Linked DNA regions of Mus musculus: all the other regions are linked to region 5. Evidence: chromatin contacts called from public HiChIP or PLAC-seq and promoter capture Hi-C data. All regions are on one chromosome and are shown on one strand. The core of a region is the stretch at or near the end of the contact, and the rest is flanking DNA. Distances in the headings are between cores, read along the strand shown.

The links. HiChIP or PLAC-seq counts read pairs in DNA pulled down with a chosen protein or histone mark. Capture Hi-C pulls out chosen DNA fragments and counts their contacts.
Region 1: an H3K4me3 HiChIP or PLAC-seq map of forebrain shows a contact between it and region 5, with 6 times the contacts expected there. The contact joins the promoter of Snhg11 here to the promoter of Plcg1 in region 5. A contact is called at or near these places in 2 of 39 promoter capture datasets (hippocampal neurons and stem cell-derived epiblast-like cells), 1 of 115 datasets of contacts at active chromatin or transcription factors (forebrain) and 1 of 9 other capture datasets (embryonic stem cells).
Region 2: a contact with region 5 is called in an H3K4me3 HiChIP or PLAC-seq map of forebrain, with 11 times the contacts expected there. The contact joins the promoter of Slc32a1 here to the promoter of Plcg1 in region 5. A contact is called at or near these places in 5 of 115 datasets of contacts at active chromatin or transcription factors (SST interneurons, embryonic midbrain, forebrain and 2 more).
Region 3: a contact with region 5 is called in a promoter capture Hi-C map of liver, with 2.6 times the contacts expected there. The contact joins the promoter of Ppp1r16b here to the promoter of Plcg1 in region 5. A contact is called at or near these places in 1 of 39 promoter capture datasets (pre-B cells), 1 of 15 datasets of contacts at CTCF or cohesin (large pre-B cells), 6 of 115 datasets of contacts at active chromatin or transcription factors (cardiomyocytes, embryonic stem cells, forebrain and 3 more) and 2 of 9 other capture datasets (embryonic stem cells and liver).
Region 4: a contact with region 5 is called in an H3K27ac HiChIP or PLAC-seq map of thymic regulatory T cells, with 10 times the contacts expected there. The contact joins the promoter of Ift52 here to the promoter of Plcg1 in region 5. A contact is called at or near these places in 1 of 39 promoter capture datasets (pre-B cells), 2 of 115 datasets of contacts at active chromatin or transcription factors (astrocytes and thymic regulatory T cells) and 1 of 9 other capture datasets (liver).
Region 6: a contact with region 5 is called in an H3K4me3 HiChIP or PLAC-seq map of embryonic forebrain, with 6 times the contacts expected there. The contact joins the promoter of Ralgapb here to the promoter of Plcg1 in region 5. A contact is called at or near these places in 3 of 39 promoter capture datasets (cranial neural crest, pre-B cells and second pharyngeal arch cranial neural crest) and 4 of 115 datasets of contacts at active chromatin or transcription factors (double positive thymocytes, embryonic forebrain, embryonic limb bud and 1 more).
Region 7: a contact with region 5 is called in an H3K27ac HiChIP or PLAC-seq map of regulatory T cell precursor, with 15 times the contacts expected there. The contact joins the promoter of Mybl2 here to the promoter of Plcg1 in region 5. A contact is called at or near these places in 1 of 39 promoter capture datasets (pre-B cells) and 3 of 115 datasets of contacts at active chromatin or transcription factors (large pre-B cells, regulatory T cell precursor and stem cell-derived neural progenitor cells).

Annotation. Positions count from the first base shown.
Region 1 is chr2:158,374,124-158,377,910 of GRCm38.p6, reverse strand. Snhg11 (small nucleolar RNA host gene 11) reads right to left here and starts at 2,198. Exons shown (of 5, transcript NR_164123.1): 1 at 2,023-2,198; 2 at 1,585-1,830; 3 at 839-917.
Region 2 is chr2:158,608,944-158,612,954 of GRCm38.p6, reverse strand. Slc32a1 (solute carrier family 32 (GABA vesicular transporter), member 1) reads right to left here and starts at 2,197. Exons shown (of 2, transcript NM_009508.2): 1 at 1,324-2,197. The coding sequence starts at 1,713. It overlaps Gm14204 (predicted gene 14204), which reads left to right and starts at 2,232. Exons shown (of 3, transcript NR_040359.1): 1 at 2,232-2,427.
Region 3 is chr2:158,664,651-158,668,417 of GRCm38.p6, reverse strand. It overlaps Ppp1r16b (protein phosphatase 1, regulatory subunit 16B), which reads right to left and starts at 1,283. Exons shown (of 11, transcript NM_001159662.1): 1 at 1,169-1,283.
Region 4 is chr2:163,014,878-163,019,032 of GRCm38.p6, reverse strand. It overlaps Ift52 (intraflagellar transport 52), which reads right to left and starts at 1,680. Exons shown (of 13, transcript NM_172150.5): 1 at 1,500-1,680.
Region 5 is chr2:160,729,926-160,733,465 of GRCm38.p6, reverse strand. It overlaps Plcg1 (phospholipase C, gamma 1), which reads right to left and starts at 2,156. Exons shown (of 34, transcript NM_021280.3): 1 at 2,122-2,156; 2 at 1,433-1,748. The coding sequence starts at 1,649. It overlaps Gm52567 (a long non-coding RNA gene), which reads left to right and starts at 2,719. Exons shown (of 2, transcript XR_003954082.1): 1 at 2,719-3,540.
Region 6 is chr2:158,407,966-158,411,672 of GRCm38.p6, reverse strand. Ralgapb (Ral GTPase activating protein, beta subunit (non-catalytic)) reads right to left here and starts at 1,820. Exons shown (of 30, transcript NM_001291138.1): 1 at 1,570-1,820.
Region 7 is chr2:163,053,052-163,056,637 of GRCm38.p6, reverse strand. Mybl2 (myeloblastosis oncogene-like 2) reads right to left here and starts at 2,003. Exons shown (of 14, transcript NM_008652.2): 1 at 1,790-2,003. The coding sequence starts at 1,809.

The DNA of each region.
Region 1 (3,787 bases), core at 949-3,448, 2.4 Mb after region 5:
AGGTTCCTGGCCATGTCTGGGCTTTTGTCCTGGCTTCCTTTGATGATGAACAGTGGTGTGGAAGTCTAAGCCAAATAAACCCTTTCCTCCCCAAGCTGCTTTGGTCATGGTGTTTCATTGCAGCAAGGGAAACCCCAATCAAGACAGACCTGGGTCCAGGTAGATACGCAGCACTGTCCCGTGTCTGATTCAGACCTTCTGCTGCTAACCCACCAAAGCAAGAAGCATTGCAGAGGACTCAGAACTGAAGCAGGCACAACAGAAATTAGATGTATATCAGTGGCCCAAAGGAGAATAAAACTGGGGGACAGGAGCCGGGCGTGGTGACGCATGTCTTTAATTCCAGCACTTGGGAGGCAGGGGCAGGTGGATTTCTGAGTTCGAGGCCAGCCTGGTCTACAAAGTGAGTTCCAGGACAGCCAAGGCTACACAGAGAAACCCTGTCTCGAAAAAACAAACAAACAAACAAAAACAAAAAACAAAACAAAACTGGGGGACAGAGATGCAGCCACCTTCATCTTCTGTCTGTTTACTTTCCAGTCTATCCCATTCCTGGGAACCTGTGAGCATCTCTTGAGGGCAGCCATCTTTTCTTTTTTTGTAAGAATATTTATTTGTTTTATATGAGTACACTGTAGTTGTCTTCAGACACACCAGAATAGGTGTCAGATCCCATTACAGATGGTTGTGAGCCACCATGTGGTTACTGGGAATTGAACTCAGGATCTCTGGAAGAGCTATCAGTGCTCTTAACCACTGAGCCATCTTTCCAGCCCCGCCCCTCTTCCCCTTCTCCTTCCCCTTCCCGGAGGGCAGCCATCTTAGGTTCAGATCCTACCTTGGGAGCGCTGTGGTCCAGCTGCTTCCTAGCTGGACAGAGACACCTCTCATGTCCCCTCTGCACCAAGCTGTCAATTCTGCAATAAACAAGAAGCATTTAAATCAGCATCTAAATGTCACTTGGCCAAGTCTGACCTGGGCAGAGAACCTGGTGCGACAGCCAAATACAACAGATACACCCGAGGCTGGATAACTAATGACGCAGCACTTTCTCCTGAACAAAGAAAGATGCTAACAACACATTACCTGTCAGAGAGCACTTTTCAGATCGTTCCTCCAAGCTCTGATAAACGGCAGCGACTCCAAAAGGTTTTTTATCCCATCTCCTGCCAAAGAACCTCAAATGGAAAAATGCTGGCTAACTGGCTAACCGCTGGCTTCAAAGACCTCAGCCATATGAAATCTACCTGCCCCCACTCGAAGACCAACTTACGTTCAAAATGAGAAATCGGTTTCATTCATACCACAGGGCATAGCTACCATACAGCCAGGCACTAGGGTTCAAAATAAGACAAGCAGCCAGATCTGCCTTTGCAACTTCCCTACCTGGGAATGAAGGAACTAGTTCACAAAGGACCTGAGGTCTTTATGGCCTGAGTCCAGACTCCCAAGCTTTCCTGCACAGGGTCTTTGCTAGGCTGACCTCTGAACCTGGGTGAATTCCACACTACCCCTCTGCTGGTGCCCATAGGTAGGCTAAAATTAGGTGGCACTCAGGCTTCAAGGTGCACCCGCAGCACTTACCGGGATACTTGCTTCCTGGATGGTGGCACCCACCAGTGAGTGCGGAGAGTGGGGAGAGGGGTGTTGGCTGCCGCAGGTTTTGCGTCGTCATCCTTGGTGTCAAGAGGGCCTTGCGGCAAAGGCTCATCTGGGAAACAGCCCTTGGGAAAGGGTTCAAAGCAAGGCGCCACACAGGAGTCCTAGCATCCCGTCCTAGGGTCCTGGGCTTATCAGCTTGGAAGGACGCAGGTCAACAGTCCGAGAACCCTGTGTAAGAAAGGACAAGAGGCTTCGCATGCCTCATGAACCTCACCTGGGTTCAGCCCCCAACCCTCCACCTCCGCCCGGACACTAGCACTGCGTCCCCTGGTCTTTCTCTCCTACCGGCTCCCTCCCCTAAGGCTGGGCGTAAGCTCAACTGTAGCCCACCGACCCTGCAAGGCGGAAGTCCCAGCCTACCAACGATCTCTTTTCCAGTACTCCAGGAGGTCCATAGCTCTCAAGGGTTGGAGGATCACGCCTGCACCCTAGCTTCCCGGCTCCTGGGTTTATCCGGTTAAAGAAGACTGGAGGTCTTGGAAGCGGCCAAGAGCGCAGAGCCGAGGTGACTTGCCTAGCAGGCTGAGTGCGTGAGTGAGTGCCGCAGTGCGGGACTGCGCAGGACACTCCCCGAAAACCGCAGTGTCTGCCCAGCTGCGGCTGCGCGCGCTGCAGTCTCCAGCTTCGCCTTTGCGCAACTGGCCAGTGGGCGTGGCTCTGCAGCGTCCCCTGCAGGAGTAGAACCGAAATGCTTACTGCGCCATCGAGGCTCTCCTTCCTTAGTCCTAGCTTCCATTCTTCCGATCAGTCCATGCATCCATTTTGCCAGAAAATATGTGCAGAACGCCAGCTTCCTCTCATCCCATTAGTCATCTATCATACTGACCCACCTGCCTTCTTATGTATCTATTCATCTGCATGCATCTGTCTGCCTGTCCATCCATCCATCCATCCATCCATCCATCTATCCATATACTCATCTAGCTTTGCATCCACCCATAATATCGTATCAAGGGCCAGACTACGCACTAAAAAATAAAAGGAATAAGACAAACATGATCCATAACTCGGCTATATTTTAATCAGTATGATAAACAAATAGGCCAGAAAATTCAACCACTAAAAATCATAAGTGCAGGGCTGGAGAGATGGCTCAGTGATTAAGAGCGCTGACTGCTCTTCCAAAGGATCCGGGTTCAATTCCCAGCACCCAGATGGAAGCTCATAACTGTGACTCCGAAAATCTCACACCCTTACACAGACATATATGCAGACAAAAAACTATTGCACATAAAATAAAATAAATGTTAAAAAAAAACCATAAGCACTACAAATGAAATAGTGGTAGGCAGATTGTGACAGTGGTGACCTATTTATTTATCCAGCGTAGACATCAGGGCTGTCTCTGAAGAGAAGACAGTCTAAAGCCTGATGGAAAATAAGGAATGAATTATGGAATGTTCAGTATACTATATCCAGGAGGGTTTGCACAAAGTGAAGTAGAGACATCAAGCTCATGCAAGTGGCTCAGCAGTGCTTCTTGTTTTAGTTTGACTTGCCTTTCTTGAGACAGGGTCTCTATTTAGTCTTAGCTGTCCTGGAACTCACTACATAGACCAGGCTAACTTTGAAGAATTCACAAAGATCCTCCTGCCTTTGCCTTCTGAGTGATGGGATTAAAGCTGTGTGCTACCATGCCCGGCTGTTTCATGTGCCCTTTTTTAAGAGTTAGGTTGATGTGTGTGTGTGTGTGTGTGTGTGTGTGTGTGTGTGTGTGTGTGTTTGGTAGGCACACATGTCATGGTGCACATTTAGATATTGGAAGACCGCTTCTGAGTTGGTCTCTTCTACCACGTGGTCCTGGAGTGGTTTTTGGTTTGGTTTGTTTTTTTTCTGAGACAGGATTTCTCTGTGTAGCCCTGGCTGTCCTAGAAATCACTCTGTAGACCAGGCTGGCCTCAAGGCCTCAAACTCAGAGATCTGCCTACCTATGCTGGGATTAAAGGCACGTGCTACCACTGCCTGGCAGGTTGTCATTCCTGAGGACACATGCCTTTACTGGTTTCACCATCTAGTCCAGTCTAGCCATGTCATCCCAGTATGATACGACTCTGATACCTTGATCTCAATGCAACGAAGGAATACAACCAGCAGCCAGTATTTTTGAGCACACAAAATATTTCAG
Region 2 (4,011 bases), core at 948-3,447, 2.1 Mb after region 5:
AGAGAAGCACCCCACAACAGCAAAGGCCTTTCGGACGCCAACCCTGTCCTGTATTCTGCCAAGACTATCTCAGCAGCACCTGGAGTTGGAAGTGCCACGGGATCAGACTCCTTGGTATCCTGCTGAGTTCATGTTCCAGAGAAACTCAGCAGTTGCCTTCCACTCCAAAGAAACCTATGTTTTCTGTTTTAACGATTCAACACTCCAGAGATGCTAGGGAGCCAAGACACAGAGCCCCAGGGTGCCCAGAAACAAGGCCTCTTTCCTCCCAGAAGTTGGAACCCACCAACCCCTGCCAGCCTCCGGGGTCGTTTTGTGAATTCCAAATCCTTCAGCGGAGGAGTGCCATGTTCCTGATGGAAACGGGACTGGGATAGGGGTTGGGATTAGAGGTTATAGGTGGCAGCCTAGGGATTAGAGGTTACAGGTTTGAAGGCCTAGGACCCTTCTCAGGCTCTGGAGCAGCTTGGCCTGCTGTGGAGGAGGCTCTCAGGTTTCTGCGGTGCAGCCGGGATTTCCAGCAAGAGGAGCTAGTCTTCGCAGCTTCGTACTGCGGAGTCCCTCTACCATAGACGTTCCTATGTACCTGTATCTGTATGTGTCCAACAGAGCTGCACCAGCCAAGTGGGTGCTGTCTGCTTGAGTGTGTGTGTGCGTGTGCGTGCGTGTGCGTGCATGTGTGTGTGCTCACGAGTTAAGATTAAGCTAATGCAGAGGCACTTGCTGTGTAAAGGTATTGCTGCTATTGCAGTGTCTTGTGGTATGGTCAAGTGCATTTAGGGTAACCCTGCGAACTATAAATAGATGCACGTCATATGCCTGTTTGTTAGTGAGGAAGGGGACCGTGTCTAGCCCTGTCCGCGTGCACGACTTCTGTATGTGTCACGAGGAGGAGACTCCCTAGCTCAGCTTTCTCCCTGTCCTCCGAAAATGCAGCTGGGACTCCATTCTGGAGCTCAAGGCTAACTCTCCAGATCTTGATTTTCTTTCTTCTTCATTCTTCCCCCACCCCGACTCCCGCCCTTCCCCATGTCTCCAGCTTTTGTAGGGTCTTTGGATTTGTGACCCGCCCCCGCCCCCACCCCAAACCTCAGCCAGGCTGTCCTGTAGCAGGAACAGCAAGAGTGGATCTGAGGAGAACACCGCCTGGGGGCGTAGATCCCTATGGCTAGGAAGGTCAGAGAAGGGGAGATAAATTATCCAGTCCTGGGAGAAGGCGGCATTGAAACCTAGACCTCTGCGGGGTTCGTGTGGGGGCAGAGCCTGGCAAGGACAGCTCAGGTGGGGGGTGATGGCAAGCAGATTTGGGGATCCCGCACTCACCTGAATGGCATTTGTCACGTTCCAGCCCGCTTCCCACGCCGTGATCTTGGGTTTGTCGTGACCCCCGAACTCCCCACCAGCTCCCACGGCCTGGTCCTTGGAGCCAGAGGGTGGCAGAGGAGCGCCGCCGCGCTGATAATGAATGTCTCCCTCGACGGGAGCTTCTGCGCCCTCGTCTCCGCAGGGCTCGCCTTCCGATTTCAGGATGTCCATCTGCAGGCCCTGGCGATGCTCAAAGTCGAGATCGTCGCAGTGCGCGAAGCCCACCGCTTCCTCATCGGTGGCCGCCTGAAACCCCATCCTGGCAAACATGCCGCTCACCTTGGCCTGGGACTTGTTGGACACGGAGGTGGCCACATTGGTCAGCTTGCTGCGGAGCAGGGTGGCCATGGCGGCGGCGGGGCGGGAGAAAAGGACAGAAGGGTCTGGGGACGCGGCGGGCGCGCGTCAAGGCAGCGAGGACTGCTATCTCCGCTGGGTCTCCGCGCGGCGCCCCAGGGCGCTCTGGCTCATGACCCTCGCGCCTGACGTTCGAGGCTGGCCCCGGTCACGACAGTCTGGCTCTTGGTGGGACCGGCCCGAGAGGCGACGAGTGCACTGCAGAGCTGGTGCGGGTGCCGGCTGGGCTGCGGAGGGCGGCGGCGACGGCAGCGTCAGAACAGCTACGCGAGGCTGGCGCGGCGCCCCCACGCGGGCGCAGCCCAATGCGCTCGCACCCCTCGGAGTCAGGCGGTGCGTGGGCGGAGGGCGGCGAGGGGGAGATGCTGTCCAGACCAGGGGGCGTGAGGTGGGGGGTCGGGACCAGGAAAAGGGGGCACCAAAGGTTTCGGAAGCGCGACCGAGGCTGGAGAGGTGCACCCCTGGGAGGTCGGTGGGAAGGAGCGCGCGAAAGGGTGGGGGCCCCCCAAGTGCTGCATTTCTGGAGGAGGTGCTAAGCAGACGTCCTGGCCCGTCCCACCTTGCTGCTGCCACAAGGAGGGAGGAGTTCAGTGTGGGCTGGTTCTCGAAGGTCCCCACCCTCGGAACTATCTTCCAGAGTCCCGGAGCTGTGCGGGGGCCCCGGATCCTCTGGCTAACCGTCCGGATAACCAACAGGACAGACAGGTGAGAGTCTCTAGAGCTAGGCCGGCCGATCGGTCGTCTGTTTGTGTCTCTGCCATCTATCACTTGTTCTGCAAGTCCATCCTGATGACAGAAGTGACTGTCTTGGATTACTTTTGAAGAAAGTCAGCCCTGGGTTGGACCATCTGAGCTGTTTCTGTCGTCCAGGGATGCCGTGGTAGGAGCTGGTGCCTCACCATCAACTGCGCGCAGTGGAAGGGAAAGGCTAGCCTTTGGGCGCTCTCTCTGTCTCTGTCTGTCTCTGTCTGTCTCTGTCTCTGTGTCTCTGTCTCTGTCTCTGTCTCTGTCTCTCTCTCTCTCTCTCTCTCTCTCTCTCTCTCTCTCTCTCTCTCTCTCTCTCTCGGAGGGATTCTGAGGACGCCCCCTCGCCCCCTCGGTAAGCAAATGCTTATCTGAGAAGGTCAGGATAGACGAAAGGCAAGGCGAGCTGACAGCCTTGCGGACCGGAGCTCAGAAACATGGGTACGCTCGGCCAGGCTAGGATCACCGCCCCCGGACTGAGAGAGCTTGGATGTTTCTGTTGAGTGTCATGCGAGTGCGCGCGGGCACGAAGACGAAAGAGATCCAGAGACAAAGACATCGCATTAGATACAGCTGTGGGTTGGCGCTGTGTGAACTCTGAGCGGCAGCTTTGGTAACCGTGCGTATTCCGTGTGTGGTTTGCTGCGCAGCCGAGTTTCATTGCCGAGCTGGCGCTTCTGAAAGGAGTTGCCTTGCGTTCGTGCTGGCGTGAGCCCCTTTGTAGTCTTCATGAGGCATGGGTCAGCTACGGCTGCTTTCTGTGGGTCCCTGTCTACGTCCCCAGCTGGGTTCTCTTTCAAACTCCTAAGCAGCAAACCACGAGATGGGACCCAGCCTAGATGAAGGAGAAGCATTGTTGTCACTGAGCCTAAGAAAGCTGACAGAAATGACAAGGACTCCCGCTCCTTTTCTCCCGTCTGGAGACTCTCTCTCACTGGGAACCCCAGTCTCTACCTCCCCTGCGGTATTTTTTAGATTAGCTCAGGTCAGTGCACAAGTAGGGCGGCCTGAGGGCTTTGACCAGCAAGTAGGAGCTGCCAGGACAAGACGGGCTACCCCTAGTCACCCCCCTTCACCTCAAGCACTCTCACAGTCTCTGGAAGAGGCCTCTATCCCAGGTTGGGGACCTTCGTACAACAGACAGAGTGGTCTTCGTCACTCCGCCACCATCCCTTCCTTCACATGCCCACTGCAAAACCCCCACCTCCTGCTAAACCATGACCAAAATCCTTCTCCCCAGCAGGTCGAAATCTGGCCACCCTCAGGCACTTGACAGAAGCAAAGAGAGTAAATGCAGGCACCTCATCTTCCCAAAAGGCTTTGGACAGAAGAGACTCTTCACCCCAGAACTTCATCCAGACAAGGGTTTCCGTCCCCTTCACTGCCCCCCTTTCCTGGAGGAATTCTTTTGCCCACCTGACATATGTATCAGAGGGACCTAGTACCTTTGTAGTGACCTCTTGTGCCCCTCCACACCTTAAGATGGCCATGGATGCCTTCTTTGACGAGGAGGTCCCAAGTACTTAAGCTTCTCCTTGCTTTGCC
Region 3 (3,767 bases), core at 34-2,533, 2.1 Mb after region 5:
CCGGGTCCTCTACAGAGGGCGATTCACAGGCCGCACCTGGTGCTCCCGGGAACCAGGAGCTGGTGGGCGCCTCTGACAGCAAGAACAGGAGCCCTTTATGAGCAGTGTAATCACATGGGCGCACAAGCACCGGCTTTCCGTTCTGTGCAGCCTCATCTCTGCCCCCCCCCCCTTCTGATTCCAGGAGAGCAAAGGCTTCCAGGCCTGGCCAGTAGTGGTGGCGCTCCAGTGGGTTGCAGAGAGGGCCGTAGTCACAGCTCACCTAGACCCGATTATCCGCCCGGGGCTGGAAGCTGCATCAGCAACATCTTCCGTAAAGCTGGAGGCAGGGCTGGGAGGGGAGCGCAGAGGAAGAGAGTCTGCATCCGCTACGGAGGCGGGTAGGAGAGCCTCCGGCTCCTCGCTCCCACTCGGGGCGATCAGGGTGCTCTGCGTGACCTTGTGGGAGACCCCTCAGTTGACCTCTGGGGTAGGGCTGCGCCGTTTCTGCCTGTCTTGGGCGCTCGGGGGCGCTGCTCCCTGCGGGAACGGATGCGCGGGACTCGCGAGGAGTGGAGCGCTCTGGGCGCCGGGACCCGCAGCTCGCGCCCAAGGCGGCGGGCGAAGAGGCCGAGAGCATCCCTTCTGGGGAATCACCCCGCCGGGGGCTACCGGGACCGACCGACACTCTCTAGGGGTGGAGATCCCGCACTAGGTCAGGTTTGCCCTTAGGGACGCCTGCCCCCGGGACTTTTCCCACCCCCGGAGCAGCGCTCTCAGCGCGCTGCCTGCCCAGACCAAGCGCCGCCACGCGAGGGGGCGGCGCCCCCATGCCGGGCTCGTAGACCGCTTGCCCAGGGCGTCTGGTGTTCTGTGGTTTCATCACCCAGCCTTGTAACCCTGGCAGACAGTAGCCCAGACAGACCACGGACCTCACATCGCCCCCCAGAATCCAGCCATCGCAGCCCTGCCAATTCACTCTCTACACCAGCCTCCCCATCCGATAGCGAGATGTGGGAGACTGCACCTTTCCAGCACACTCCACCGCCACCGCCCCCCTCCCCAATTATCTTAAGCCACCCTCCCTTGGCTGAGCCACCCCTCTCCACCAGCCAGACTGGAAGGGCCCGAGACACCTGCCCGCCGGATCCGCAGAGTGCAGAGAGGAATGCGGCGCCGCTCAACTCACCCGCTCTCTCGAGCCCTACCCCGGGCGGCTCCGGCCCCGGCTCGATCCGCAGGTCCCAGAGCCGCAGCTGGTGGTGCGGCGACAGAGCCAGCTCGGCTGGGTAGCGAGCCACCGTGCCGCCTCTTGACTCCTCCCTTAAGGCGGAGCCTCAGCTCCCGGGGGAAAGGGGTGGGCCCGCGCATCCCCAAGGGGCTTGTCACCGAGCAACAAGAAGGTCTAGATCTTAGCGCCCTCCAAATGAAGACCCCTTTTCTGAGCTGCAGGAATTTGGAAGCAGCTGAGACACAGTCAGGCTTCAGGATAGTTCTCCTTGACTGTGTCCCACCTCTAACCTCCAGTACAGACAGGGGGGGAAGCCAGGGTGGTATTTTATTCCCATTTGACAGATAGACCCAGTGAGGCCCAGAAAGGGATAATATCCTACCTGTAGTAGCAGAGAATGGGGTCAGTTCAGTGCCCGAAAGTCAATCTCCCACGTTGAGCTTGATTCTGAAGGCTCCACAAACATCAGGAACTTGGCCAGGCCTTATCTAGAGGACGGGGCTATATAGATAGGTCTTTTACCTGAGAAAAGGCAATAGACCATGGCCTGTGACGTGGAGTCCAGTCACTCTTTCGCTCTGGAAAGAGGGGAGGTGAAGAGAAGGAGGAAGGAAGTGGTCATGCCTAGGTTGATGACTCTCACCAGCTGAGGTGCCCGGAAGATCTAGGCCCAGCTGCTTCCTTGAGGTTTCCTGCTAAGAACAAGACCCAAACGCCCTGGGTTTCTGTCATGTAACCTAGGCGGCTGCTGGGCAGAAGATCCTGCAGTGTGTGCCTTCCCTCGAAGGCAATGGGTTTAACTCTGTTTAATCTAATTTTGAAAGTTGCTCCTTTAAATTGCTCCTCCCCCCAGGGAGAGGGGAGAAAGTGGACAAAGAGAAAAGCCCTATCCCAAACATTCTCTGGAATCCGCATTCCCTGAAAGCTGACTTTAGAACAATGGGGTTCTCTTCTCCACAAAGGGCTTTGTTCCTGCACTTTCCCAGCCTCCAGATTAGAGCCAGAGGCACCCAGGGCTAAGCAGCTGGGGAGGCAGACAAGATTCACAGTTTAGGTCTCAGGGATCCTCCCGTAATCCTGTTTGAAACACTCAGGGATAGAACCATAGAACCGGTAAAGCCGGGAGCAACACCAAGTGTACTGATTTCCTTTTTATTTTCTTTTAAGACAGGGTCTCACTCAGCAGCCCTGACTGGCTCAGAACTCACTATGTGGATCATGCTGGATTTAAAAGCAAGAGATCCGGTGACCTCTACCTCCTCAGTGCTGGGATTAAAGACATGTTGGGATTAAAGGCAGGGTCACTACACCCTGCCTGATTTCCTACTTGCTGAATACACTCAGTTACTTTTCTTGGAGGAGCAAAACCCTGTGGGTTGAGTAAGGAAATATAGCTCAGTGGATAGAGTGCTTGCCTAGCAGGCACAAAACTCTGGGCTCAGCCCCCAGTACCCTGTGTGTACACCAGTACCCTGCATGTGTGCCAGTACCAGGTGTGGTAACAAACACATGTAAATCCAGCTCTCAGGCATACTTATGGATTTGAGGCCAGCCTGTCTGTGCCACATGAGACCTTGTCTTAAAACAACAAAACCCACCTCTGGTTGGGTCCTTCGAAGACTTCCCCAAGTCTGAAGTCCCCTTTCATGTGCCCGAGGCTCCCCGCTCAGTTCATTAATAATCCAGTTGTGAATGACGCTGTTTCTGGAGCAATTAGAGACAGCAGAGCAGGTGGAGAAGGCTTAGAGTGAAGTTTAAAATAACCCAGAGGGGCCATTGTTCTCTGCAGAAGGTTTCCATCAAGAGCTGTGGGCGGAGTGGGAGGGGAAACCATCTATCTCTCTTCTAGGCATGCACAGAACTTAGAGCCTGGGTTCCCCCCCTTCCCCGAAAACCGAAGTCTTGACTGGGGTAGGGGGTACCAAATCTGGGTGTTGTACAGTTCACTGACATCTCTCACAGTACTAGACACCCAAAGGGAAGGCATACTGTACTCAGGGGACCCCTGCCTCCTCATTTCAATCCTACTAGGAAGCTATAGCAATCAAGACCGAGACAATGTGGTAAAACTGTAAGAACAAACATACAGACAAATGAAACAAAACTGAGACTCCAGATCGAAGGCTTTGCATCTGCAGCCCCTTCACCAGGAGTGCCAAGGCAGCTCAGTGGAGAAGGAACAGTCTTTAATAAATTGCTCTGGGGAAACTGAGTCACATGCCAAGGGATGAAGACTGACCCCTACCTCACACCACAAACAGAAATAACTTAAAATGGATCCGAAGTTTAACCTACTTGCCTCTGGAGTTTTATTCTATACAGTTTTACTCGATAGCTCAGGCTAGCCTGGAACATGCTATCTGGCCAAGGCTGGTCTTGAACTCCTGATCCTCCTCCCTACTTTTCGAATGCTAAGGTACGGACATGCACAACCACTCCTGGCTCCCAAACCTACCAACTTTCATTTTAGACTTCAGTCTACACAAACAAGCAAAATAAATTTCTGTGATTTAAGCCATCAATCAGTCCAGGATATTTTGTTATGGCAACCATAAGT
Region 4 (4,155 bases), core at 431-2,930, 2.3 Mb before region 5:
ATTGTTTTTTACCTAAATTACTAGGCGACTGCACAATTCCAATCCATGTTTTAAGAGCTGATAGGAGAGACCTTCAATATACTGTTTCTTCTGAGACAATCTCCTATAATCTAGGTTCGCCTCTAATGCACTGTGCAGTGGAGGACGGCCTTGAACTCTTTAATGTCTTGCCTTAGTTTCCTGGGTGCTGGGATTACAGGCACATTGCCGCCATGCCGCTGCCTCTCAAATGACTTTTTTTTTTTTTTCCCTGTTCTGAGGACCAGGCAGACACCCAGGGTCTCATGCAGGCAGTCTATTAACTAAGCTGCAGCCTTAACCCCTTCAATGAAATTGAAAACATTTTGTCATGTTGACTTCACATGACACGGCTATTTTTTTGCTTGTTTTCTTTCTTTTTTTTTTTTAAAGATTTATTTATTTATTATATGTAAATACACTGTAGCTGTCTTCAGACACACCAGAAGAGGGAGTCAGATCTTGTTACGGATGGTTGTGAGCCACCATGTGGTTGCTGGGATTTGAACTCTGGACCTTCGGAAGAGCAGTCAGGTGCTCTTACCCACTGAGCCATCTCACCAGCCGGTTTTCTTTCTTTCTTTGTTTATTTATTTATGGTTTTTCGAGACAGTGTTCCTCCTGTGTAGCACTGTCACTCTCTCTGTAGACCAAGCTGGGGTTAAAGGTGTGTGCCATCACAGCCGGCTAACAGAGCTGTACTTGAACATGCTTGTTTTCATTTTGTGTACCTACAATGCTGTACTCTGCCTTCTCCAGTTTCCTGATTAGAACGTCACAACGATCATGTTAGTGATATTGACCTATTACTACACGGTGCCACAAAGAACCCAAACATCACAGTACTGAGATTTATATTTTTCTGCTTTTGAGACGTATTTGGGGTGGGAGCAGATTTCTGGGAAAAGTGAATACCCTTCTCTGAGTACTGAATTGCTCTTAACGGAAGAATACACTTCGAGGTAACAGTTTACTGTAGTTTAACCCCACCACCTCCTTCTGAAGGAGCAGTAGATCTGGGGTCCTGTCCTATTAGAATTAGAAATGAGTTTCCCTAAGAATAGGATAAGGTTTAAAAATCGGTAATAATAAGAATATTGAAACAATATTTGGGTAGCACTGCCCAACCATTCTCTTATTTTTTCTTCAATAATCTAACATGGTATACTAAATTTTGCCAAAGTGACGAAAAACACCAAGCGTGGTTGCAACGATAGCTGAGTCTGATTTGATGGCTCCCCATCCTAGGTTTTTTCATATTCTACAGGACTACGACAAATCCGCGCAGTCCGAGGAGCTAGAAATTCTACATCATCGCCAGGACCAGTTCCCAGCCCACTTCCGCGTCCTCAGTTTACCTCTGCCGACCTCGGGATTCCCACAAGGCTGGCCTAGGGGTCTCCAGAGCGGCATGGCGAGGCCGTCATCGTCTCCAGCCAGACCAACGACCTGGCGGCCCGCACAACCCGACCTCTCCTTACCTGAGGCCAGAGGCCGCCAGGTATCCAAGGCCGCGCGCCGAGAAGGCGTGGCTCCGGGCCCCGAGTGACTTCCGTCGTGGCGTGATGACGACAGCGCGACAGACGTGCTGTGTCTGGTGGCTGCGGACGCTGGGGGCTGTTGGGTAGGGGTTCGGGGCTAGCGCTGGGCTGGCCCGTTTCCCGGTAAAGACTGTATCCAAACTGAAGGAGTCACTTTTTAATAGGGAACCTATATTGTTCATTTGCTAGCAACTGCTATTAAAGACCAATAAGATGGTAGGTCCCCAGGCCGGGAATTCCGGCCTGCCTATGGGCGGGGACTGCTGCGGCAAGCCACGCCCCGGCCTGGCCTGGACGCAGGTTCCGGGCAGGCTCTTGCCGGGTAGCGATCAGGAGACCTAAAATGCCAGGTCTTACCAAAATTTAGAAGTAGAAGCTGGGGTAGGGAGTGGTGACGCGCCGGAGATGTAGTACTATTGTGGAGCTGGGGAAGCGTTTCGGGAAGAGGTACTGGCTTGGGCCAACGGTTGCCATGGAAACGGGAAACACGCTTGCTTCCGCAGAGGCTTCACTGAGAGAGGGCTGTCTGTGGCTTTGTAGTCAAAGCCTCTGCAGCCTCAAAACTTGGAGCAGGCACATGTAGGAAGCTCAGCAGTTTTTATTTTCATCTATGTCTTAATACAGAGCAGTATGCGTTAAGGATATTAAAATACACAAGTTTTAAGGCACTTTTCACGACTGTGGTTATGACGATTTTAGAAAGTGGGAAAGAGTGTGAAAGAGAACGATCTCTTCTCTCCCACTGAAGATCAAATCCAGAGCCTTCCACATCGTGAGCTGTACCATTGAGTTAAGTCTCAGCCAGGAAACTTTTCTAGTGGAGTGCTGCAGAATTGAATAGAGTGTGCAATTAAGGATGCAAATGATCAAGTGTGCAATTAAGGATGCAAATGATCAGGATCTGGACTTGGGCAAGTCACGGGATCATTCGGTACTGTAAGTGTACTAGAAGTGCCAGGACACCAGACCGGGAGCAGCTCCTGGAGCAGTTCTCTCACTGTACCAAGTTGCAGAAGGAGCTTGAGGGTTTTAGAGTCAGCTGCTCCGAAGTCCGGTGTCTGAGAAATGACTTGTATCTGGTGAACTTGAACATGCTGCTTAATTGGAGCATTTTCTACGTGTAAATTGAGGATAGATTCTAAAGGTTTATTATGAGGATTATGGATTGAATTGAGATGGCTCAGCAGGTAAAAAGGCTGAGCCTGACATCCTGAGTTAAATCCCCGAGTCCCACATAATCGAAGTAGAGAACCGATTTCTGTAAATTGTCCTCTTGACCTCTACAAGTATTCTGTGGCATGTTTATGCGCGCGCGCACACACACACATACAAATATGAATCTCAATCTCTCTCTCTCTCTCTCTCTCTCTCTCTCTCTCTCTCTCTCTCTCTTGCTCTGTTTGTTTTTTTTCAAGACAGGGTTTCTCTGTGTAGCCCTGGCTGTCCTGGAACTCACTTTGTAGACCACGCTGGCCTCAGACTCAGAAATCTGCCTACCTCTGCCTCCCAAGTGCTGGGAGGTGTGCGCCACCATCGCCTGGCCAAATACGAATTTCAAAAGGATATATTTTAGAACACTATGTATACAGTGTTCTGCCTACATGTATGACTGCACACCAGAAGAGGGTACCAGACCTCATTATATATTGTTATGACCTACCATGTGGTTACTGGGAATTGAACGCAGGATCTCTGGAAGAGCAGCCAGTGCTCTTAACCTCTGAGCCATCTCTTCAGCCCCCATCAATACAAATTTTGAAATGGGATATTCATATATATATATATATATATATGTATATATATATATATATATATATATGTCAGTTTCATAGTATACTTGTTCATTTTCTATCTTGGTGAAGCATTCTGTGACTTTACAATCTTAGAACAGCTGATTGTGGACTTCTGGCAGCATGTTCAGGTTTCGGACAGTCACCCTCCTGTAAGAGGGAAGATTTGTCCTCTCCTTGTGTCTCACCTCTAGCAGTTAACCCACACTAGGAAAGATAAGAACCAGTTTCTTTCCGTATCAAAGCTTAATAGTAATTCTTGACTGAGCTTTGATCTCCAATAGAACAGTGTTGCAGGTGTTCTCTTTGGTTTTTAATGTGTCCCAGCCCTGAGCCCTGCCTCCCCTCTTCATTCCTAGGGCAAGGGACAAAGGGGACAAAACTGAGAGGAAAGGAGTGGGACCAAATATAGAGGGAAAGTCAGTAAAAATCACCAGCATACACTGATTCAAAGAAAAGTCCTCCCATTGTCCCCAAACCAGCCAGCTAATGAGGCTACCCTGAAGTGTGTGCCAGGAGTTTGTGGGAAAGAAACTAAAGTAAAACAGAATAATCTACAGCGCATGGGCAGTGTCTTGAACATGCATCACATGCCCACGTCTGGCTAGTCAGCATTACCTTCTGAAATGATGAATTCTGAACACCTACAGCCTAATAGCTAGCCAGAATACTGGCCTCCAAGATCAGCTCTGTCCTTACGGTAAAGCACATGAACTTGATAACCAGGTCCAGATCAGGAGGGAAGGTCTCGTCAAGACCCTTCTAGATCACTTTCTGGTTCATTCTAGACAATTCTTGCTTTATTC
Region 5 (3,540 bases), core at 907-3,406:
ACTGGGCTACACACACGGTTTACAGTGCAGCTGTTACCAAGAGCTAGCTACCGGGGAACTAATGCCACCACTTAAACACAGGAAATACTACAAACGTAAAATGCCATGCCTGCAACCTGATGTCTGAGTGATGTCTCAGGACTACCGGAACTGTCTGCAGTTCCATCCCCCAACACTGAAAATCACTGAAATGTTCTTCCAGCGGAGGCCAGGGCTGATGGGCACTGGTGATGGTTAAGGGCCAATTCTGTCAGACCTGAAGTTTGTAGTTGAGGATGGCTGTCTTACCACAGAAACCTTCCTTCCTCCTCATCTCCTCACCCATCGACACACATGTACACCATCCCCAGGAAGATCTGTGGGACCTTCTCTCCGTTGTTACTTCCTGACACCACCCCCCCTTCTCTAACACAGACCTGGCTCTTAGGCTAGGTCCCTTCAACCATAGACTCTTTGGGGGTTCTTGTAAGAAACATCTCAAAGCCTGGAGTTGCAAAGACTCCTCATCCTGCCTCACACCGAGGAAAATGACTATCAGAAAGAGCCGAGGTTTCTCAAAACTCCTGACTTACTTCTCCCACCAGAGACTTGTGTGTAAACCCACCACACTCAGGTCTGGGAAGGCTACGACAGGAAACCAGAGGAGCAACTCTGGGCTACCCTGTGGTCACGAGAACATCCAACACAAAGGGCTGGACCTCAAAACCCAAGGCCAGGGAACCTTTCTGAATGCAAGCTCCTTGTTATATGCTGCAAGGGCAAAGGAGCCCTGGCTCTAGCTTTGGATGGCTGCCTAGCACCATGGACCTCCAAAATTCAGATCTGGGGCAAAAAAAAAAAAAAAAAAAAAAACCATCCACGGGACATGGGGAGGGGGAAGCAGTCACGGTTTTAGCTTTCATACCCCATCCTCCCAAAGAAGAGGGAGATGAGTAGGCCCGCTCTGCTCCACAACCAGCCCTACCCCAACATCTGCCTAAGTTCTACATGAGGATTCCAAAGGTTCTTGCGCCAATAAGCCCATCCCGGAGCTCTTAGGAGTTTTCACAGACAGCACACTCTGGAGAAATGGCAGTGGGCAGGAAGATCTTGTCGGTTCCCCAGGTTCTCAGGTTGGATGAGGGGGTCCCTGTCTTGGCTTCCCCTCACAGCCACTGACAGCCGCCCGATGCTAAGGGCCGGAATCCCACTCCACTTGTCCAACCAGTGAGGACTCTTAGGCCTCAGGGCAAAGTGCCTGGAACACTCCCCCCCTACTGGGGGAGGGGGTGTCCTATCAGGTGATCCAAGACCCGGATGCCCCCCTCCACCCGCCCCAGAGTGACCACCAGGGACTGGGCGGAGACGGGGCGCCAGGCGCGAGGCCCGAAAGTTTGCCCAAGTGTTTGGGAGGCGGGCAGGCGCGAGGCAGGCCGGAGTGGGGCGCACTTACTGGACCCCTCGATTTTGTCCGCGCCGCGGCTCCATGTGATCTGGCGCGTCTCCAACTTGACCTGGAAGGTCTTCCGTTCTGGCCGCTGCGACTTCTTGGAGTAGAACAAAGTCATGACGGTGCCCACCTCGAGGCTGCGGCAGAGGTGCAGCACCTCGGCTTCGGAGGGTGCGCCAGGCCCGCAGCCGTTGGCGCAGGGGGTCGCGACGCCCGCCATGCTGCAGCGACCTCGGCGACGCAAGCCGGCGGGCCCGGAGCGGCGGAGGCGGAGGCGGTGGCGGCGGCCGGGGAGGCGAGCGGGACCCGGTGGCAGCTCCTGCGGGCGGACGCGGGGCGGGGACTGAGCGCGGGGGCGGGGCGGGGTGAGGCTCCGCCCTCAGCGCGCCGGGAACAAAGACGCTCCTGGGGACGACCCCCGCCCACCGCCGCGCCTGCGCCCCGCAACCCGGGGCAGGCCGCAGCGGGCGGACCTGGACACCTCGGTTCGGCCGAGCTTTCCCCGCGCAGGCCTGACACAACGCGGGGCACGGCCGCCCGTCACGCACGCAACCCCGCCCACAGGCTGCGGCCCGTCGGTCCGACGCGCGCACGGGCCTCCGGCCCACACGGGACCCGCCGCGGCAGTGTGCACGCCTCCCAGGGAGCGAGGGGGCTGCGCGACCCCCAGCCCTCCCGCCGAACCCGGTTACCTGGCAAGGCTGCCGGGCGGAGGGAGCCGCGCCAGCCTGGCCTCCTCACACCCGCGGTGGCGGCGGGGGCGGGCCCTCCGCGCACCCTCTCCGGGGAGGGGCGCACTCGTGGATTGGCTAACAGGCCGTGAGTGACAGCACGCCTGCCACGCCCCCTCTGCGCAGACGTCTTTTGCAAGGGCTTGAGCAGACAGACGGGTTCTAGGGTGGCCTTGGAGTGTGGCCTCTGGGGAGGGGGCCACGCAGGTGTGGGCAGGGCCCTCAGACTCTCGGACGCGGGTCCGGTGGCCTTCGAGGCCTCTCGCGTGGTCCGCTGCCCTCCTCACGCTCCGCCCGCGCCCTACCTGCACTTAGTCTCCGAAGCTCTGGTTTGTCCTCTGCCTCATTTTCCTCTGGACTCAGTGCTGGGCCAGTTGCAGGGTGGCTTCCCCTCTGCGCAGACACAGGTGACCCCAATCCTGGGTCTCCCCTGACCTCCCGACCCAGGCATCTCGTCATCTGCGCCACAGCCTTGCTTGCCATCCTCATCACATGGCCCCTTTCACCCGCTACACCTTCTCTATATGGCAGTGAACTCCTGAATTTGGAAGACCCCACACCTTGCAAGAACCTTTTTTCTTCTCTCCCTCATCCCTAAGTAATCCACTGAGGCTCTTCCCTCCTGCCTTTGGGGCTCTCTCCACTCTACGCACGATCCTGAGGACCCCTCTTCTCTCTGTGTACACTATCCTCTTGGGTCTTGCCTGCATCTGAGCTTCAGAATTTACCACTAAAGCCTTTGAAATTGCGTACGTGAATTCCCACTGTGCTTCAAATCAGCACAGCTTCGTGGCCCAGCAGTCCTGTCTTGCCTTCCCCTATCTCTCCTGCTTCATCCCTCACCGCGGACTTTGCCTCTATTCTCCAGACATGACACCTGTCTGTGACTGTTAAATAACTTAAAATCAATCTTCCAAAAGCCGTTCTCTGAACAGCACGGGTAAACCCGAGGGCATCCCTTGATCCTGCCGTCTGGCCAATGATGAGCAGACAGTTAGTTGGACAGCTACCCTGCAGCTCTGGACAGCATCTGCATTTCAGAGGTGAGAAGTCCCACACAACATCCCCTTGCAGGAAAGCTCCCCTGGGATTCCTGAGACTAGAATTTGTGATGTATGGGTTTGGACAACCCACCCACCTGGGCCACCTTCGCTTTGCCAGGCAAATAGTGACAGATGCGCTATTTCCCTTGAGGGTGGTCTCAAGAACGTCCGAATTCTGTATACCACTGAGGAACTTTGTCCTGAGGGACTGGGGAGTTGAGATAGACTGACTGCCACCTAGTGACAGGCCTCTGATGTAGGCGGAAACTGGACTTGAGGTTGGCTTGCACAACTCATGATCCTAATTATCTTCTAATCAAGGTTTCAGAGCCCCGTG
Region 6 (3,707 bases), core at 571-3,070, 2.3 Mb after region 5:
AAGAAAACAGATGCCTCTGCGGCATGAGGTCTATGACATAAAGGGACTAAACACTATATTCAAAAAATGTTTGTCGGCCTCGATGTCAAAGTACTCCAAGAGGGAGAGACAGACAGACAGACAGACAGACACCAAGAAAAGCATGGTCCCTGCCATCAAAACCTTACAGAAGAGCTTAGGAGTACAACACAGAAAAACATGTGGTCAGCTACTCTACAATAATGCCAAGATGGGCAGGGCTCAGGGGAGGCAGAGGATCTTGAAGGGACTGTTGAGAGCTGGGCAATAGACAGAATTGATGCATATGAGAAGGTGTATGTGTTCGGGTAGGGTGCTGAGAAAACACGGAGGCCTGTCTTGTAGAAAGAACAGTGTATGCAAAAGTCCAGAGGCTAGAGAAACCATAACCATGAGTGCCGTATATTATGGGAAATTGTAAACCAACAGTTTTTGCAAGGAATGTATACATTTTTTTTAAAAGCTCTGCTAAGAATCCATAATTGGGTCTCACCCTCAAGGAGGCCTACCTACCAAAGGGGTGGTAGTCTGTGGATCTAAGGAAAAGTTCTCTCTTAGTGAACAGCTACCATCCTAGCACTCAGGAGGCTGAGGCAGAGAAATGGAGAGTTCCAGCAATAGAACAAGGGCGCGCTGGGGGGAAGGGAGTGACAATATGAATTTCTGCCAGTGGAATCCACGATCTTAACAAGCATCCTCCTGCACACATAAACTGGAGAGGCACTGTCAGACCTCTGAGATTACATGCTTTCACACTTGTCAAACCTCACTATAGCCCAGAACCACTAGGGGATCTCCGGAAAGACAAATACTAGAAAGATACTAGTATTTGTCTCCCCCTACCCTCTAGACATGGTGGTTTAATTAGTTTGAGGTGCTATGGCACCAGGAATCTTTTCAAAACTCCCCAAGTGATTTTTACCGTGCATCAAAGTTGGACATCCAATGACCTAATTGGTTAAGAACCTGGATCGGACTGTCAAGGCTGCTTGAGTTCAAATTACCCAGCTCTATGACCTTGGGCACCAAAGGCGCCCGATCGCTCTGGGCCTCGGTTGCCTGGTCCGTAGAATGGGGTAACAGTCCTGCCGTGCAGGGTGCTCAAATTCCCTATCTGGCCTGGGCCTGGCGGAAAGCAAGCATTTGCGGAGGGTGGCTGTTTACTCTCCTCGCAAGCGTCACCGTGCCCTGGGCAGTAGCATCCTCACCGGACGGCAGCAACTCCACCTGCCCCTCGGTGGACCGCATCCTCCCCGGAGTTGCCGCTGCCACTCCAGACCCGCCCCTGTCCCCAGGCTGCCAGGGGGGCGCTCCGCCAGTCCGACCCTCCCGGGTTCGCTCACACCCGGCAGAATCCGCGGGCCAGGACTGTGCTCCCGCGCCCGGTGCGGCCACTTCAGAACCCAGGAATGCGCCCGCCGACGCTCGGCCCCGGGAGCAGCGGAGGTTCAAAGAGCCCCTGCCTCAGTAGCTGCTGAGGAGAGGGAAAAAAAAAAAAAAAAGCACGGCGAGAGGGGAGGGTCCGGCCGCACCGCGCCGGCCGCCGCGTACCTGAGGCGACGGGCGGGGCCCGCATCGCTGGGCGGGCGCACCGCGGGCCGCACTCGGCCTGCCGCCTCACGCGACCCGCGCCATCCGGCCCGCGCTGCCACTGCCCCGGCCGGCCCTCCACCGGCAGTCAGTCCGTCCACCCGTCAGTGACTCTCCCAGGGCGCCCAGGGGACGACGAACACCGGTCGCTTGGCCGGCCGGCTGGGCTCCGTTCAAGCAACTTCCGACTGCCAGGGGCGGTGGCGTCAAATAATTCCCCAGCCGAAGGGACTACTGCGCCTGCGCGGCGCTGCTGACCCGCGACTTCTGAAGGGACCGAGTGGGCAGCGTCAAATAAGTCTCCGAGCCTGGAGCCGGAAGCTGCGCGTGCGCAGCCGTCCCAGAGGGCCGCGCGAAGCGCGATTGCCCACACCGCCCCCTTTCGGGCTTCGGTGGAGTGGGAGGAGTAAAGTGACGGACACTTACGTCATCGCGGTGCCAGCTCCAGAAGCAATCTGGCTTCTACATGTTCTTAGTGCAGAAGAGTAAGGGGCTTCTCTATGAAAAGTTGGCTACCATTCAGGCTAAAGGAATGTCTCACATCTCAGCATTGTAGCTCTTCCTTTGCCCAGCCCCTTATTACATGGGCGCAGCATTATTATGGGCAATGTCCTCGCCAGGCCTGACGTGCTTTAAAAGGATGATTCAGAACCTGTCACCAACGAGTTGTATCTGATCGGGGAGATAAGCTATTACTAACAAGAGATACAAGTTCGAGCACCTGCCATGCACCGGACGTTTTGCAAACAGTACCACTGTCAAGAATTTCGTTTCAACTTCCACGAGGAAAGTAACAACATTTTAGACGTACTCCCCACGTGTCAGGCTGAGAGGAAAGAGGGATGGAGACAGCTTCATAGAGAGCCTGGCCTTGTGACTGACCTTGGAACTCAGAGGTGGAGGGATCAGGGTGTTAGGCTGTGCAAAAAACACATTTGTATGGAAAGCAGAGAAAACGGTGACTGTCATCCTCAGAAGAGACCATGAACCAAGTAGGAGTGAAGAAGAAACTAGTGCCCTCGTAGAAGAGATAAAACAAGGATTCTTTAAGACCACAACCTCACCTACAGGAAGAGGGGAAGGGGTGGGTAACAATGTGCCAGGACAGTGTGTGGATGAAGCAGTAAAGTTCAATTAGACAGTTTTTGATAAGTGCTTTATCACATGGTCACTATTCCAAGCCCCTCTCTCCTTCCCACTTCTACACTACAGAGGCCAAAAAGCAAAGCCCCCTCCCCTGCTTGACAGCATACCAGTGAAACAAAGTTCTAGTCCATAAAGCATAAACCAAAGTTCCAAGGGAGACTTAGGATATAAAGGAAGTCCTGAGAAATTTTGTGTCCTTCAACTTTCCCCAACTTCATGATTGGAACCATGGTATAATACAATGCCAGGAGATGTGGCAGTCATTCTGAGATCTTGCAGAAGACTCTACTATAAATGTAAAACAAGGCAAAGAAACCTGCCTCTTTAGGACACACCAAGGAAACTGCATGGACTCTGTACTCCTTTCCTGCTTTAAAGAGGGTGGTGGGCCTTATTTATACCACAATCCATTGAGTTTTCTGTTACTTGCGACCACATTCCTAACACCGAATATTGAACATCTATGGAAGATCAGACTGATAGGGTTGAAGAGGAGTGGGTGATGGGAATTGGAAAAGTGACAGACACGGAGGACTGGGAATCTTTTTAAAGCACATGGAACTGCAGACATAGCTTAGTTGGTGGAGTATTTGCCTGGTGTGTTTGAGGTCCTGGGTTTGATTCCCAGTACTACACAAACCATATGTAGTAGCATATTCATCCTTGAACTTGTTACACAGAGTGCTTTGGGCCAGCTTGGGCTACATAAGGCCATGTCTCAAAATAAAAAAAAAAAAAAAGGACTTGGAAAAATGAAAATACCTCTAGTCCCTCCACCTTGAGAGTTTAATTCATGGCAGACTTAGTTCTTTAGTTTTTTTGTAGGGAAGCTACAGGGGAGAGAGGTTTCCATTCCTTTAAATGAGGGAAAGAAGTTGTGCTCAGTTCCAACTCGAGGCTCTCTTATCATTTTTATTTCATACACAAAAATGAACTGTTGTAAAAGAGAATAG
Region 7 (3,586 bases), core at 754-3,253, 2.3 Mb before region 5:
GACGAAAACGAAAAGAAGTTCCTAAGCCTAGCAATACGCGTCACAGAATCCAGAAAGCAGATTTGTATTGTCAGTGCTGACCCAATGCACGCCCCACCTACCATTGTAAAGCAGGAGGCAAAATCTACTAAACATTATCAGTTGAGTTTGCTTCTCCAAAACCCAGCACGAGGCCCAGATTCTATTAGAAGCTCAGCCGGTGTCCTAGGGAAAAGGCTCTGTGTAAGAGAGCCTGAAGCCTCAGTGCTGTGTAATAGTGACAGTATTTGGAGGGCGGGGGTCCTTTGAGATAGGTATCTCTATGTTGCCTTGGCTGCCCTGGAACTCACTCTGCAAACCATGCTGTCCTGTATACTGAAGAGATTCACCTGCCTGAGTGCTGTGATTAAAGACATGTGTTGCTGCTACCCGGCATGGTCACACTATTAAACAGATGGGAGTATCCATCAGTCACACACCTTCTTGCGCATTCTCAAGGGCTCCATTTAACAGACGGGAAAAGTGAGGCCGACAACGATTATGTCACACCAAGCTCCACATTTTTACACCCTAACCTCCCTAGGAACCGTAGCATGAAAAGCAGAGGCCAGTGTGCTGTTTAAAGAAAAGTCACACTTTTGTATATACACATACCCTTTCTCTTGCCCTTGTACGTTCTGGGCTATGCTCCAGGGAAAGGTGAGTCAGAGGCCAAGAGGGAAGTGGGCCACTGGGGTACAGGGAGTCACACCATGTGGCAGAGAAAGGCTCGTGAGGATGCAGGGGCACAGAGTCCACACTTCACAAAAGAGACCCTCAGATAAGCCCGGGGCTCTGGGATTAGTACTTCCAGATGCCCTTCCTGGGCACTGAACTGTCCTAGACACCGGGGCATGGGAAGCCACCCTGATCAGCACCCACAGACCAAACCAATACCCAACCCAGCCACGAAGAACTCTGCAAGTAAGCAAGCAGGCATCTCTGTGCCTTATCTTCATCCTAGGCCAGGTTCGGCCATCTGAAGACGGTGGAAAGGCGTTCTGAATTGGAAAGACCCAGAAGGAACACAGCAGAACCCAATTATCCCACGCCTTAGAAAGGCTGGAAAGCCCCGCGATTAGGCCCCAGATACACAGGTGTCCCAAAAGTCCAGACTTGACCCAGCCACCTAACCTCTAGGGAACTAAGAGGGAAACCCAGTTCCTGCCTTTGGCTCAGAGGCTGCTAGCAGAGCAGTCTCGTTGCACACCAATAGTCTTTACTCATCCCCAACTGCCCAAAACTAGCGTGGGACAGGAAGAAGGCTTCTGAAACCAAACCGAACCGGCCGCCGAAACCCCATGAGACAACGAATTCCCCGTCTCGCATCCCGCGGAGGGCCCAGGGGCTTTGTGCTTCCCGGAATGCTAACAAGAAAGGAACGCCAGCAAATTCGAGCCACTCTTGATCGACAAGTGTCTCCCAGGCTTCTGCCTTCCACTCGCTGCGACAAGGGGAGACATTCTCCCTACCCAGTAATGGGCCTCCAGCTGACACCGCGAGCGACAGCCTTCCTTCCCCACCCTGCAATTAGGCGGGAGATGATGGACCTCACCCAGGGCTGGGACCCGGTCTAGAGGGGGAACCCGCGCTTTCAGACTCCCGGGCCCAGGAGGCCCAGGAACCGAGCGAGGGGGTCCCGATAGCCTCTTAACGTGGCGCGCGCCCCTGCATCGGGCGGCGCAGGGTGCATTTCTCCCGGGGATCCCCATCTCACGCTTGCCGACCCAAGGAGAAGGGAGAGGACCCCAGCGCGCCCGCAGCCTCTCACCAGCGCGTCCGCCGAGACATCCCCCCGGCCCGGACCCCGCCGCACCCTTACGCCCGCCGGCCGAGCCCGGAGCGGGAGCCGGGCCGGGGTCAGGACTCAGGCTGCTCGAGCCGCTCCGGGCCCCAGGCGGTGCTCTCAGGCGTCAGCGTGTCTGCAGGTCTGGTCGCACGTTCCCAGGAACTGCAGCTGCCTAGGGAGCGCACAGAACCACTTTCCTATCTCCCGCCAAGTGCGTCGGCGCCGCCCGGCCCTGGCGCGCGAGCGCAGGGGCGGAGCATACGGAAGGGGCGAAGCGTACAAGACACGAGGGGCGGAGCCCGCGCGCCAGAACCCTAGGAGGGGCCTACTGTAGGGGCGGAGCCCAAGCATGGGGAAGAGGGGAGTGGTTTACCGGAGGGCAGAAACCGAATGTGCAAGCGGGCAGATGCTCTGTTAGTTGGCAATCTACTGTGTCCAGATACACCTACCTTAGGGATTCAATGAGGCGCGAGGCCTGGCTCTGTGTGAATCTTAGATAGACCCCGAGCCACACACATAGCAAAGACTGGAAGAACTGAATAGGAGAAACTTCCCGCCCAAATTGTCACTGCTTGGGACGGTCCAAGCCACTATCCCTAGAGCCCCCATGCTCCCTTTGACTGGGTTTGTATCTTTTCCTTTGCAAGCCTCTTGCTTCTTCAGCTGCCTCAGAGAGACCCAGCTCAAAATCCCAACATTTCTCTCACCAAACTTAAACCTCTCTTCTGTCCGGGTTAAATCTTTGTAACTCCATTTAGTAACGGCCTTCCAGATCACCACGCCAAGACACAGAGAGGCGAAATTAAGTCTTGCAGCTTTTGCTTGGGCCGTATTTGGACCAGGAACTCCCCACATCTTCCCCGACTGGGGTCTCCTGCCCATCTGCTTGCATTTGTGCGCATTTCCTCTGCTGAACTGTGAGCATTCTGGGATCCCAGCAGCCTTTCCTAGGAAATGTATTAAGCCCAGGGGGAAGGCTTGTTGGCTTACGTTCAATTTCTGATGGCAAGGGTTGTCTCTTTCAGGTTGTCATTTACTACCTAAAAACTGAGTGTCATCTTACTGGGACTCCCTGAAAGGATAGGAGCCTGGAAGAACCCCAGCCAAATGCCCTTTAGGCTCAGGCCTCAGATCTCTTTCCAAAAACTGCTGGCCCCTTTTAGACAGTACAACTCCGAAAACTTCATTTACTACAGAAGGATGAAGACTTGAAAGCTACAAGTTTTCACCTGGCTTAATTCAAGGCTTCCCCCCACCCCTCTCCCTTCAAAGGAGTTCATGTGGATCGCTGCTCTTCACGGCTAGTGTGCTTTACAGTGAGATCTCCTCGGGGGTGATTCCCAGCCTACCTTTCCCTAGTTCCATTATCTCAAATTATCAAACTTCTCCATGCCTGCTTCCTCACCTACAAAAACAGTTCATAGAAACCTTTGATCTTCATAACAACCCAATGAGTTATATGCTTGTATTACCCGATAGCAGATGGAGAAACTGAGGCACTGACTTCCCCAAACTGTAGTTCTAGAGTTTATAGTAAGGAAAGGGGTAAGGAAAGGGCAAATGGCTTTCCTCCTAGCATCTTTGGCTTGTTTGCAAATTAAATGGATAGGAAATAGATTAACGGGAGGAAACTCAGGTTTAATTACTTGCATATCCATTGGAGTCCTGTAAAATAATGACATCATACAAAGGCTCAGACGTTTGAAGCTTCCTGGGGTACAAAAAGGAATGAGGTCCAAGGACTTCTGTAGGAATGGTGGTGACACAAGCTAACTAGGG